Regions from separate parts of the Siniperca chuatsi genome. Here region 1 is linked to region 2. The links are chromatin contacts, called in public Hi-C maps. All regions are on one chromosome and are shown on one strand. The core of a region is the stretch at or near the end of the contact, and the rest is flanking DNA. Distances in the headings are between cores, read along the strand shown.

Region 1 (3,740 bases), core at 632-3,131, 240 kb before region 2:
AAAAAAAAAAAAAAAAAAAAAAACCCCTGCAGTAATCCTATGAAAGCCTGTAGGATTGGCTCTATTATACAAATCATAGCAAAACTGAAAATCCTGTTAGGAATATAATGGGAATAATGTAGAATACCATAAGAGATAAAATTACATTAAGTATAAGAATGTCATCATAAATTCACCACTGAGCAAAACAGACATGTTCAAAGGCCAGATAAGAATATTTTAGTAGTGCTGTCAAAAGGTCAAATCTTTCATCTTTCATTACAATGCATCTTTACATAGAGAATATGGCATTTTTTTATGCTTGACGACTTTGAGTTGTGGGATCAAGAATATGCATTCAGAAAAAGGAAAAATAAAACTACAGAAATACATTTTAAATGGCTTTGATACAACTCTTACTGTATGATTAATGTCTGTACATGATGAAACTACTTGTTACATAATTGGTGTAAATTGTTGTCTTTCCAAATGTCTTTCTCCCCAAATATTATACACTCTTTAGAGACCCCAGGTATGTGAGTGGGGTTTTTTTTTTTCATGGTATGCAGGTAACAGGAAATAGTGTTGTTGTAATGTCGTGTTTTCCTATTTGGCCTCATTTTGTGTCACTGTTACTATGAATTAACGCAGACAAAAACATGAAGACGTTTGTTTATCTTAGTTTACAGTCACAGTCGGTACAGTTGTTGCTGGTGTGTCCAGTTCACGGCAGAGCAGAACTTTGTTTAATATTGAAAATGAAGACGTGGCCTGATGAAGATTATATTTCTGTGCCCAGTGATCAATCACCAGTAGAAGCAGAACAGGAGCGTGAGTATGACAGTGCTAGCTCAGAGGACATGAGCTTGACAGCAAAACAGTGCGCTGCTGCATGCAGAGCAAACATGTTGTAATAGACCACAACACAGTGACTTGTGATTTGTGATTACCATAATTATTTGTGTTTGCCGCCAGTAACTGTAGCAGTTACAGTAGCTGCAACACAGTACAATGTGTAGAAAACATAGCGTATAATAGGCGTACGTTGAAAGATTAAGTAAAATCCTCATAAACTCACATACCACAGATTAAGTGGTTTTTCTGTGAAAATATTAGAGTAGTTTTTCCTGTGACGGGGCATGGTCAGAGGGTGGCGCTCTCTACTAAGAAACAGACTTTCTGAAGAGGGTTCATCAGCAGCATTCCTGCCAGATGCAGCCATGATAAATGTAATGTTGTCCACAGCGAAATGAGCTGTGCTTCTCAGACCTTGATCAAGGACAAAAAAATGACTTATAATATTTTCTCTTGAGGTTAAATTAATGTTGCTTTACAATGAGTGTTAACTGGACTGTTGAACTGGCCCATGATAATTCTCGTCTTCAGGGGGCAAGTGACAGATTTTAATTACTGCCATAATGTTTTTGCACTTCTTGTGACAGTCATGTTAAGGGAAAACTGTTTAGCGGGTGAGCAAAACCTTTTCAACCACAAAAAAAAATATGCCAAGCAGAGATTCTTAATAACTTTGTTGAAATTTCGATGCAGTCATGTCCCCTTCAAAATATTATGAAGAATTGGCCCACAGCAAATATAACCACAGCAAACTGCACGAACCTGCACTCTGGTTATCTAGCCTACACTGTCACTTTCAAAACCATAACACCACCCCCCTTCAATAGTTAAAACTCCTCACAGTTGAAATTAAAACATCGTTGATGATTATGTCAAAGCATTTCTTTTTTCTTTTTTTTGCAGTGAAGCTTTGGAACAATTATGATGAACCACTGATCAAAAAAAAAAAAAAAAAAAGACAGGAGAATTTTCTGAAATAATAGAAGTTCATTCTGCCTCAGTTGTAATTAGTCAGCTTAGACATTTTAGCTTTTCTGACAGCCCCCTCTCTCCTGTCACACTTTCAGCTAAAACTAATGCATATCATTACATTTCCCCATAGAAAGGACCTACTAAGTGCTACTAAGTGCTACTGAATTGTACTTGTGACTATGATGTTTCTATGAAGGATCTGCGAAGCAATGAACGTTATTTACCCCAGCAGGTGGATATGACGTCACGGACTTGGAACATCAAAACAACAACATCCAAATCCGCGATTCTTCCTTTTTTTCTCCTTCTTTTCTCGGCGTGTTAAAATCTAATAACAACATTAAGAAAGGAGCTCGTGCCTTTCCCTACGAGGCGGACTGGAAGGGAGCGAGTGTGAAACTCCACATTTCGCTTTTTTTTCGACGCCCTCGGTAAGATTGTGTCTTTCTCCTTGTAGTTAAGTTAGTTAGTTAGTCCCCCCACCTCCACCACCACCTCGCCACCAACACCAAGGCGGGCGGAGTAATATTGTTGGTGTTTACAGTGTGATTTGTTGTCGCACGCGTTCTCAGTACACAAGCTCGCGTGCACTGACTGGTTCGTTATCTCATAGCCTACTAGCAAATCGGTACCCTCCGCGTGCGCCTGTTAGCTGCTGTAAAGCGTTTCCATTCTGGTAAGTTTCACTATTATCATAATGTTAACATTAGCCTTGTTGTAGCCTATCGTATCTACATACCTGCTGCTGTTGCTGCTGCACTCAACACACACGGAGTTTGTCTTCGTTTTATTTTCCTGCTGTTTCCTAGAATTGTTACAATTAGTGAAATAAACAAGTAAACAAACACCTGTATTATTTTCACGTAGGCTGATTGGTAGCGCTGTTTAATGTCTATGTAACGAGCAGCTGTTATAAGAGTGCTTTTTGTAACTACGAGTGTTGTATCCTCTACTTTTTTTTTTTTTTTGGAAAGTTGGGTTTCTAACTTAGTTGAGGCTACTCATGAGACCCCGGCATCTTTATAACCTTAGTTTGGCATAAAGTGCTGGTAAGCGATAGCCGTTAACAGTCCGTAATTATAACGCTACCTGTTAAGGATAGAGCCGTAAAAGTTTTTATCTTCACACGGTGAAAGGGAAGTTAAAGAGTGCCGTGATTTCTTTGGAGTAAGACCAGGGAAGGAGCTTTTCCCCACGTGCTAGCTGTGCTCCAAACTCCGAAAAACCGGAGGAAGACATTACAACTGCCCTAAACTAACGTATAGTTATTATAATTGGAACAGCCTACAGCTTTAGCTAATAAGCAGGCCGACTTTTATTTGGCATCACCGACGTTATTGAAGGCTGTTGTTTTGGTGTGGCTTGTCTGCCCAGCGATGAGGCTGTACACAATATATCTAAAGCGGATATTCACCTCATAGTTAACTTCTTATTAACACAAAGGATTTAGTGAATTCGTTTTTAATTATTGCGGTGACAACTTACAGTCACACCTCAACATCAAACGTTTTTGACGTTATGCCTTATTTAACTGTATTGCTCAAAGTTTGAACTAAGTGGTTTTATTGAGTCATATATGCTGTGGGTTACAGTTAGCCGTTTTCTTAACTGCAAATAGGCTGAAGTTTCAGAGCACTTAATTATGGCATGTGAGAAAAAAAAGAGTTCCCATTTTTGTTAAATTAACAATCAACAATTACCTGTTGTTGCTATAGTGTGTAAGTGCAGTGAATAGTTTCTGGATCAACGTTATGTTATCCTAATGCACTGTCCAAAGGAATGTATTTGAGAAAGAAATGTTTTGCCATGTAGAAATACCTTCAAAACAAAGCAATCAAGTAAACATATTCAACATATTTTAGATCTATTTTCTGTTTTGATTAACATTTTATAACAGTTGTATTACAGACAAATGGACACCAGTAACCAATATG
Region 2 (3,722 bases), core at 879-3,378:
ACACGCGGATCATTAGAGACAAACTGGTTGAAGTCTCTAAGCGCCAGTCCGTTATTATCTGTGGTGTCTTTGAGATAAACCTTGGCTTTGAACAATGAGTTATCTACACATATGACACCTTGCAATCTCAGCAGATTGTTGTCCAGAATAAAGTTGTAGTAGTTGATGTAATTATTCTTGTCTGCATCGATGAAGACCATGTCAAACTGCTCACCTGCAGCAGCCAATACCTGTAAGGGACAGAGTTATTAGAATACTAGCCATGTGCCCCACAGCTTAACTTATTAAACACCAAAAAAAGAAGAGTCAGTCTTAACCTTTGCCTGCTCTGATTATATGAAGCACCTGACAGAACACACAGTAACTACAAAATATGCATAAATGTATTATTAGTTTGCAAAATTGCCCACTTAATCTCCTAGAAGGATCTTTAAAACATGATCAAATCTTCTCTGACAGTCCTTCAATACTGACAGGGTTTTTTTTTTTCTGTCACCTTCAGGGTGTCCATGGCGGATCCAGTCTTGACAGTAATCTTCTTGCCATGTGGAGACTTGTCAAAAATGGGCTGTGCAAAGTCTTTGAGGTATGGCTCTAACTCGCAGGCAATTAAGCAGCCATCCTCAGGAAGCCCTTCAGCCATGGACAGTGCACCGTAGCCAGTGAACATCCCAATCTCTAGGACCCTCTTAGCTTGACTCATGTGGATCAGCATCTTCAGGGCCTGGCCTGCCAGACATACACCAGTTATCACATTATGGTAAACCAGTGAATATAATGGCAAAGAGCAGTACACATGTAAATGTCCAACCTTCAACATGTCCAGTGATGCACTCCTTAGGAAGCCGGAACATGGTTTTGCCCTCCTTGTGTACTTGATCCCAGTCATGGGAAATCGTTTTTCTACAATTAAAGTATGAATGAAACTATTAATAAATTCACCTCACACAGTAAGTATTTTTGGGCTATAGCTGATCATGTGTAGGAAGTCAAGGCATACTTATAAAGCTCTGCCAGAGGTTCACTTTCCTGTGTGGTCATTTTCTCCAGGTAGTCATCCAGGCCGCTGGCTATGGCCAGAGCCTTCTGCAAGTGACTTGTCAAGTCTTCTGGCACATTACCACTTGCTGCAGCTATCTCCTTGGCTTTTGTTAGGAGATCCACAAGGACTTCCACTGGGGTGTCAGGAACTGGGGGGGAATAACAACATGCAATGATACTTTAGTAACCAACTATTCCAGGCAATATGATGTAGGGCTGCAACTCTACATTATGTTCATTATCCAGTGATCTGATTTTCTTAATTATTCGATGAATTGTTTGGTCTATAAAAAAAAAAGAAAGTCAGAAAATTGTGAAAAATGCAGTTTCCTAAAGACCAAACGTGACGGCTTCAAATTGCTTGCTTTATCCGACAAAACTGTCCATTTATACCACCAGGCAAAGAAAAGAAGCAGAACCATACAGTTGATAAGCTACAACGAAGTAACTTTTGACATAAAATATTAATCGATTGTTGTTGAATGTTACCTCTAAATTACCTCTAAATTATTCCAAAAGCGACTAAAAAGGGTACGTTTCTTAACAGCGTGCTCATATGAACGCCACTCGACTTCAGACCGATAGATATGTACTTCTTACATTAGTGTATTTTCAGCGTAAAAACGTCTGCTTAAGACCGCGACATCCACAACTTTGATCTGATAAACGAGGTGCAGATATGCACGGGACTCCAGTGGAGTTTGGTCCCTAAAAGTTTTGATACGTGTTTAGCCCTTACGATATGTACTTAGACCCCCGCCACAACGTTTAAAAAAAAAAAAAAAAATTAAGCAACGATCTGTCTTACCTTTTTCGGCTGGCATGGCGAACGTTTATGGGCGTGACGACGTCGGTAGCTGTTAGCCACAGTGGGGCTACCTGCCGCTGTGGTGGTACAGTTTATGTTATATCACTGCAGCTATGCAAGTTGTTGAGCAAGGGGAGTTGCCGATAGCTTGCACAACGTTCATTATCCAACACGTGACACGTGCTCACCTTTTGGAGAGCGTCAGAACATAAGGGTTAACCCGCAGGGGGGGAAAGTGCTCACGTGGACCACAGGCGTATTATCAAACAGGGTCTCCGGGTTCAACCACAGCCTGAAGCTGTTCAGGGAGCATCAAAAAACATTTTTTTTTTTTGGGGGGGGGTTGATTTTATTAGAGCCACGTGACTGACCAGTTGGTTTGTGCCTGAAATGAGTGGTTAGATTAGACTGGTCCCAAAATAAGCAACCATTTAAAAAAAGAGAGAAAATATCACAGGCTACATAGCTGTGTTTAAAACTAAGACATTTAACATTTAAGCAAACACTTACTCTTTTATTGTTAGTATAAAAAAAGTGCATATGTCTGTCTTTTCATAATATCACCATAAAAATGAATTGTAAAAGCACCAAAACTCACATATCACCCTCTACTTATTACTTATTTTGTTACATTGTATTATTATACTGTACTATCATCATCAACCGGTAAACCCACTTGGTACTTGACACTTAGTTTATCTTATACTTATACCGACCTGATACTTAATTTATTTTCTGACCTGTTTTTATAGTGTTTTATAGTGTATCATATTGTTTGCTAGTACTTTCTCCTGTGTGCACTGACGTAAAGGCGAGCTACTGTAACAAAGAGTTTCCCTACAGGGATCAATAAAGTATTTCTGATTCTGATTCTGATTCTGATTTATGAATGGCTGCTTTCCGTTCAAGGTGGGCCAGTTTCAGGGCACTGCATTGTGCATGCTCGCTCACTGGCATGGTTTACTGGGACATCTAATGGAACGGAGCCATCATTCATTTAATTAACCACACCTGTGATTTCCTGCTAATGTCTGCTAAATGCGAGGAAAATCTTTGACTTACTTAATATTATGTGGAAAAACACTTAGGCTTAATTGCTAAATATTGGCCTCATACAGTTTTGTCTCTCAAGAGCAGCTAACTGTTCAATTTGTAGCATGTAGCCTAAAGCCGAATTATTTATTTATTAATTGGCCAATTGGAGGCTGCGGAACAAGCTGTAAACACTACATTGACATTTTGTCACCATAAAAAGTTATGGCACGCATGTTAGCAAACACTTGCTTATTTGCACATCCAGTATACATGAGCAACATTAGCTTTCATGTGGAGTTGTGTTTCTGTATGACAAATGAAAGTTCAGTGTTCTCTCTGCTTTTGTCTTCTGTTTTGGCTTAAGTTGCTAAATGTTCACCAGCTGCCAACTTTGCCTTTCTGCTGTTTGGTGCAGGGCATGTAGCTTACAGTCAGCTTTTTCGTTTAAAACAGTGGGACAAAAAAACCAAAACAATGATCCAAAATGGACTAAAATGCTCCGCAGAGCTGATCGGGACAGCAGTCGGGTGATCAACCTCTGTGGGTTTGTCGCTATGAGCGACACCTTTGACATTACACACATTTTATCTATTAATAAATATTGATTAGTGCAGCTTTAGCCAGGAGAAATAGGATATTCGAGAACATTTCTGAGAGGGGAGGTGGGGAGAGACACTGGCATTATATGGTGGCCTTGTTCTCCTTACCAATCTCATCATACCAGGTCAAAGAGAGCTGTTTTTATGTCTGGGTTCTCTTTTTATCTGTATTTTTATGCAACATTCGATTGAAGGCCACGCTGTATGCTGGCACCAAGCACTAGTGCACCAGCTGTGTC

The links. Hi-C and Micro-C count contacts between places; a contact is called where the count stands out from the background.
Region 1: a contact with region 2 is called in a Hi-C map of an unstated tissue, with 7 times the contacts expected there. The contact joins the promoter of foxp1b here to the promoter of zgc:113054 in region 2. A contact is called at or near these places in 2 of 3 Hi-C or Micro-C datasets (skeletal muscle and an unstated tissue).

Annotation. Positions count from the first base shown.
Region 1 is chrLG2:27,797,803-27,801,542 of ASM2008510v1, reverse strand. It overlaps foxp1b (forkhead box protein P1-B), which reads left to right and starts at 1,881. Exons shown (of 19, transcript XM_044181774.1): 1 at 1,881-2,237.
Region 2 is chrLG2:27,555,218-27,558,939 of ASM2008510v1, reverse strand. zgc:113054 reads right to left here and starts at 2,128. Exons shown (of 11, transcript XM_044174148.1): 1 at 1,850-2,128; 2 at 1,001-1,190; 3 at 812-903; 4 at 497-729; 5 at 1-230. The coding sequence starts at 1,865.